2 separate regions of the Triticum aestivum genome follow, and region 2 is linked to region 1. A link is a contact called in public Hi-C data. All regions are on one chromosome and are shown on one strand. The core of a region is the stretch at or near the end of the contact, and the rest is flanking DNA. Distances in the headings are between cores, read along the strand shown. Region 1 holds the start of LOC123045291 (SNF1-related protein kinase regulatory subunit gamma-1). Region 2 holds the start of LOC123045293 (vacuolar protein-sorting-associated protein 11 homolog).

Evidence for each region. A called contact is a pair of places that touch in the nucleus more often than the background predicts.
Region 2: a contact with region 1 is called in a Hi-C map of leaf, with 7 times the contacts expected there. The contact joins the promoter of LOC123045293 here to the promoter of LOC123045291 in region 1. A contact is called at or near these places in 3 of 5 Hi-C or Micro-C datasets (all in leaf).

Annotation. Positions count from the first base shown.
Region 1 is chr2B:427,589,965-427,593,614 of IWGSC CS RefSeq v2.1, forward strand. It overlaps LOC123045291 (SNF1-related protein kinase regulatory subunit gamma-1), which reads right to left and starts at 1,529. Exons shown (of 6, transcript XM_044468294.1): 1 at 1,108-1,529. The coding sequence starts at 1,267.
Region 2 is chr2B:428,230,597-428,233,884 of IWGSC CS RefSeq v2.1, forward strand. LOC123045293 (vacuolar protein-sorting-associated protein 11 homolog) reads left to right here and starts at 1,255. Exons shown (of 5, transcript XM_044468296.1): 1 at 1,255-1,631; 2 at 2,155-2,328; 3 at 2,443-2,766. The coding sequence starts at 1,392.

The sequences.
Region 1 (3,650 bases), core at 279-2,778:
TACTGACGCATCAACCTTACCAGGCCTGCCCTCGACACCACCACAGTGCCAGACAACGCCACCTCCCTATGCGCGTCCATCTTTCTCAACTTTTTTCTGATTCGGATGTATATACACACTTTAGGTGTTTGTTCATATTTGAGTCCGTACGTAGTCCATATCGAAATATCCAAAACATCTTATATTTAAGAACGGAGGGAGTACAATTTAACGCATCCACACAAATCTTCTTTTACAAAACAAAAGCTAAAAATAGTTTATTTAGCCAACTGGCCTAATCCAATTGGGGATTAATAGTTCCAGAAGATATATTTTGATCATGATAGACAGGTACTGGGAGTCATTTCTTAGTTTAGCATAAGCTGTTATCAATACACGTCAGTCACATAATATCAATACACGTCAGTCACATATATAATTTATAATGGCATAAAGCAAAGAGAGTCCCGGACGGCTCTTGTTTCGGTGGTCTAAGAAGTGAAAAAGACCTCTCAACAAGAGCAAGCATAACTCCCTTAGCCTGAAGAGTTGAACGTACTGGGATTTTGGAACACTTGCTAGAAGCTTTCAAACCTCCACTGCATTTTCAGTCGTACACCAGAACAGTGCTACTGCCCACTGATATCAAGAATCAACCTGGAAGTGGGCTATGCGCGTTCACTAGAATGGCCACGACAGCACAAAACTCAAAAAGATAGACACGCCTGGTCTGATGCCCCCGTCGGTCGACATGAATGGCAGGCAGGCAGGCAGGACAGGGACGAGCACATCACGTCAGCTGCTGAGTGCTGACACGGAGCGCGCACGGCACAGCAAGAGGCAAGAGAGAAGAGACGATCGAGCATCAGGTTTGCACCAGTATCTGCACAAACAACGATACAGATGGAATCGGCATCCAAAGGAGAAATTGCCGGTGTGGCTCCAATTCTCGACACGGAGCGACGCGAGTTTTTCTTGGCGCTAGGAAACCCGGTCGCTCACAAGCAGTCACATTTGGACCAACTCGCGCTACGCTACTGTTGTTGCAGCAGAGCAAGACAGGGGCAAACATATAGGTACAGTAGAAACAAGAGCGCAAGCAAGCAAGCAAGCGAGCGAGAGGATTACCTTGCGAGGGGTGGGTGCGCGGGAAGGCGGCGACGGGGATGTCCTCGAAGCAGGAGTTGAGCTTCTCCGACGGGGACAGCTGCGGCTGCGCCACCTCCCACAGGTCCTCCACCCGGTGCCCGATCTCCGCCTCCGGGCTCCGCGGGCTGTCCGTCTCCATCTCCTCTCCCCAAACTCGGCGTCCTCCGCCTCCCCCACTCTGTCTCCCCCTTCTTGGCCGGACCGGAGTACTTCCTCCTGGATTCTCCCAACAGCTCTGTAAATAACTGCACGATCTCTCTCTCCTCTTCTGCTTGCTGCTACGCGCGGGGAAATGCAAGAGATATATTAAACTCTAAGCCAAATTGCTGCGTCGACGGATGCGAACCCGCTGATACTAATAATACTGGCACTCCGCCTCCGCAGTCAGTGTAGTGGTGTCTTGTTCTTATCTCTGCGAGTCTAAACTGTCAACGCGAGAGAGGGGCCCGCGTGCGAGTGCGAGGACGTGCTGCTCTCCGCGGCGTGCGTCCACGAAGCACGCTGACAGGAGGGGAGCACAATATAGAGGGACCACATGTCATCGATGCTGCTCGAGATCGAGCTTTGTCCTTCCAAGTCTGTTTCTGGCGACCAGACGAGCAAAACCGCTGCGGCGAGGCGGCTCATGGACAGCCCGTGTGGACGTGGCCAGATTAGCTGGTTTTCTTCCTTCTTACCCTCTTTCAGCTGGCTTCGTCAGATTATGTGGGGCCCAGGTTAATATATTTAGTATGTAATAATCCAGAAGGTTCGGGGTGTGCTACGTCGAGGCGCACGATAATAACTACACCCTCGTGTATTTAATACTCCCTCCGTTTTATACTGCAGTGCGTATAGATTTATCAAAAAAAAAATCAAAACTTTATAAAATTTGATCAAGTTTATAACTACGCCAAGGTCCTCTCCCCCTCTCCCTCCCGTGGCGCCCCGCGGGCGCCCCTGGAGAAAACCCTAGCCTGTCACTGTAGCTCCCCCCTCCTCCACTGTCGTTAGTGGGCGTCGTCGGGCAAAGTCTGTGCTGCGTCGGCAACAGCGGGCCTATTCACTTCCTCGCATCGGCCGGGGGGCGTGGGAAGTCAGATCCGGCGGAGGCTCACACGCGCGGCGGCTGGGTGCGACTTGGCGTCGACTACGAGCTCGAGGAGGCTTGGACGGGAGGAACGATGTCGACGGTGTTCCAGGCGGATGCAGCGGCTCGAGTGGGCTTCCCTCCCCGTCTGGATCTAGCCTATGCAGCGGCGGCGACTCGGCTTGTCGTGGCTGGAGGTGGTAGGAGGTTGCCGCACTGAGAAGAAGGTGGAGAGTGGTGGGTTGGATATGCGACTCTGCTGGCGGAAGTTGGCGGAGTTTGGTGATGCTCGTGGCACCATGGAGGTGGAGGGGCTGCCCTTAGCTTCGGGGGAGGGGGGAGGGGGAGGGCGGCGGTGTTGGGCGGGCCTAGACCGGTGGTATTGGCCAGTGTGCTTTGCCTCTTCTCGCCCACTGGTGGTCTTTGCACTGGTGGCCTGGGTCCGCTGGGCGTGGTGGCTTCGATGGTTGGTGGTAGTTCCTGGCGGTGGGTGGTTCGACTCCAGATGCGAGGTGGTGGTGGAGATGGTGGAGGTTGTTGTACTGCTTGATGTGACGCCTCCCATCATGGTGGCCAGCCTGATTGAGCAGCTCCGGGACTTTGGGTTTTGTGATCTTGAGCTAGGAGCAATCCATGCTTCGCGACGCTGAGGCTAGCAATGGCAACATCCATGGGGGCCGTCCCCTCCCTGGAGGCATTGCTTTGGCCCCGATCAAACTCCCTCACTCATGCTCAGCGGAAACTCTTGGTCTAGCCTTTGGACTAGGTGGCGGCGGCAAGGTGTTGTTCCCTCCTTGAAGGCGATATCTCGTTGCTCGAGGAGTCCCGGTGGCACAACTCTTGTCGGTGTCGGCTACCACTCTGGGTGTGGGCCTTCGCGGCGCAATGTACACCATCGCCGGAGCTCTCTCGACTCCTCCTCTTCTAGGTCCTCCCAATCCCTGCCATCCACTTGTCGACTTCCTCTTGGCACAATGGGCGGGGTACGTTGGTTTGTGTTGTCCCGAGTCTTGGTCTTGTTGTTGTTGGGAAACGTTGCATGGAAAACAATTTTTTTCTACGCACATGCAAGATATATCCATGGAGATGCATAGCAGCGAGGGGGAGAGTATGTCTATGTACCCTCGTAGACCGTAAGCGGAAGCGTTTGACAACACGGTTGATGTAGTCGAACTTCTTCGCGATCCAACCGATCGAGTACCGAACGTACGACACCTCCGCGTTCAGCACACGTTCAGCTCGGTGACGTCCACGCCTTCTTGATCCAGTAAGACAACAAGGTAGTGGATGAGTTCCGGCAGCACGACGGCGTGGTGACGGTGATGATGAAGTTATCTCTGAAGGGCTTCGCCTAAGCACTACAAAAATATGACCGGGGGTTTAAACAGTGGAGGGGGCGCCGCACACGGCTAAGCAATTGTTCTGGTTGTGCTAGGTGCACCCCTCCCACATA
Region 2 (3,288 bases), core at 5-2,504, 640 kb after region 1:
CCAATAGCGGAACCTGGATGCTTATATTGGTTCCCACATATTCTACGAAGATCTTTATCGGTCGAACCGCAATGTCAACATACGTTATTCCCTTTGTCATTGGTATGTTACTTGCCCGAGATTCGATCGTCGGTATCTTCATACCTAGTTCAATCTCGTTACCGGCAAGTCTCTTTAATCGTTCCGTAGTGCATCATCCCGTAACTAACTCATTAGTCACATTGCTTGCAAGGCTTCATATGATGTGCATTACCGAGGGGGCCAGAGATACCTCTCCGATACTCGGAGTGACAAATCCTAATCTCGACCTATGCCAACCCAACAAACACCTTCAGAGATACTTGTAGAGCATCTTTATAATCACCCAGTTACGTTGTGACGTTTGACGAGGCATTTCTCCGCTGTCCGCGAGTTGCATAATCTCATAGTCAGAGGAATATGTATTTGACATGAAGAAAACAGTAGCAATAAAACTGAACGATCATTATGCTAAGCTAACAAATGGGTCTTGTCCATCACATCATTCTCCTAATAATGTGATCTCGTTCATCAAATGACAACACATGTCCATGGATAGGAAACTTAACCATTTTTGATAAACGAGCTAGTGAAGTAGAGGCATACTAGGGACACGATATTTTGTCTATGTATTCACACACGTAAGTTTTCGGTTAATACAATTATAACATGAATAATAAATATTTATCATGATATAAGGAAATATAAAAAAATAACAAATTTATTATTGTCTCTAGGGCACATTTCCTTCAGTTCGCGGCATTGCACGAAGACTTCCCGTTGTCGTTGACAAGTCAGGCCGGCTCGGGTATGCGAGCAGCGACAGCGACGCACCGGCAACTCGTTCTGACGGCGACAATGATCGTTCGGTGGTCCATGAATCTCGATGTAATTTTTATTATTTTTAAGGTGTTTTGTACCTCCGATGAATATTTATAATAAATCTGATCTTCTCCAAAAAATAGAGCACAAGACGGCGAAGCTAAAGTAGAGTATGTGGCAGGATTTTCTTCAGATAAAACAGTGAATCCGGACTGTTTAAGTTAGATTGGACGGCTGAGGACATCGACTGCTGTCCTATAGACCCACCGCTCCCGTGTTGCGTTCGAGTCCGATCCTAACCTTGCTGTGGTCGCGCCGCGCACCTCCCAGCGAGGCCGCACCCGATCTGTCCAGTCGTGCTCGTGCTCGTGCCCGTGCCCGACCCAAGGCCGCAACGGAAGCCGACCCGATCTGTCCAGTCGTGCTCGTACCCGAGCGACCGAAGGCCGCTTCTCCTCCCCCTCCTTTCCACCGGCCGGCGCGGAGGTCGACCCCTTCCCACCCGAGCTGACCGGCAGTGCGCTCCCGATCTGCCTCACCTTGCGCCCAGCATGTACCAGTGGCGCAAGTTCGAGTTCTTCGAGGAGAAGGGGGCAGGGCGCGGTGGGGGAGGCGGCGCCCCGGCCGTGCCAGCCGAGATCGCGGGCCGAGTGACCTGCTCCTCGGGCGGCCGTGGCCGCGTCGCGATCGGCTGCGACGACGGCACCGTGGGGCTCCTCGACCGCGGGTTCCGCCTCTCCTACGGGTTCCAGGCCTACGCCTCATCCGTCCTCTTCCTCCAGCAGCTCAAGGTATGTACACCCATGGAAACGCATCTGGAACTGTGGACTTGCTCGCCATATGTATTTGAATTTGCAATATTGGTCCTGTACAATCAGGAGACAGAATCGATTTTATTGTTTGAAATGAACTTCTAATTATGCCTAGTGAACTAGTTCGTCAATCCCAGATGGGATGATAAGCATTGCTCTGTCGAACAGCCCTGCACAATTCCAGAAACTTATATGATTCGGCAACAAAACTTGCTTAAGCCATCAGAGTTCGGACCACATCTTTTTGTTTATTTTTGGAAGGGATGAAGTTCAACGAAATTGGGTTACCATTATCCAATAACATTGATTATATATGTATAATTTGCTACTATTTCTTATGGTGCTTAATTTTTTGTCACTAATTTCTTAGCTACTCTACCTCGGTTTCTCTCGCTGTTCGTAATGCATTTCCTCTTATGTTTTTTCGTTCGTGTTGTTTTTATCATTCATGATAATAACAGCTAAAAGTGATATTTACAACTTAATGCCTTTGCATGATTAGCAAAGAAATGTTCTTGTCACGGTTGGAGATGATGATCAAGCATCTTCACAGTCATCGGCAGTCTGTCTAAAAGTTTTCGACCTTGATAAAGTACAAGAAGAGGGTTCAAGTACGACAACCCCTTTCTGTGTTCAAATTTTGCGGGTCTTCACGAATCAATTTCCTGAGGCCAAGGTAAATCCTCCCCTTTGCAGGTTACCTTCTGTGTTCTTCTGCTAAGAAAATTTGAATATACGTTGCACACAATAACATCCTATTCTACTTGTAATACTCTTTTTAATTTTGCAGATTACATCATTTTTGGTTTTAGAAGAAGCTCCTCCCATCCTGTTGATTGCTATCGGATTGGATAATGGTTGCATTTATTGCATCAAAGGTGATATTGCACGTGAGCGTATCACACGCTTCACATTGCAAGTTGAACCTGTTTCAGACGGCACAAGTTCACCTATTACTGGTCTTGGGTTCCGAGTTGAAGGGCAGGCACATCAGCTCTTTGCCATTACTCCTAGTTCCATAACCTTGTTCAGCTTGCATCATCAACCACCAAGGAGGCAAACACTTGACCAAATTGGTTGTGAGACCAATGCCGTAGCAATGAGTGACCGCATGGTTAGTGTGATATGTTCTGTTTTTGTGCTTGTTCATTTGTTATTCTTCAAATCAGAACTATACAAACTAAAGATCATTGTGCTTGTCCATCTGTTTGTGCATTTATTTCTTCAAATGTGCTGGTAATTATGTGTTGGGACCTATTTGTTAGTTGCCCCAACTCAGTAGTTCGCAACTAGACAGCAGGGTACAAGGAATAACATGGCAAGTTTGGTTATGCCACCTGTTAGTCTCATAGGCCCTTGGTCAGTATAGTTGTTCTGCACAGCCGCTACTAAAAAAAGCTGTACCAGATCTCCACGTGGTCACTGAAACTAACTAAGTCCACATAAACAATTTGTGCTGCAAAATTTGGAAAGAGTTAGCTAGTATTTTTGACCTGGAGCTACTCAGTCAATTACTCAATTTATTACATTCCTACGTGTGTTTTGCTGTTAGGATTTTTAGTTGAAAAAGGCAAGCCTAGGCGGGCGCTTAAGTGCGCCTATGCTCTAGGCCATAGCAAAATGCCCAGCGCTTAAT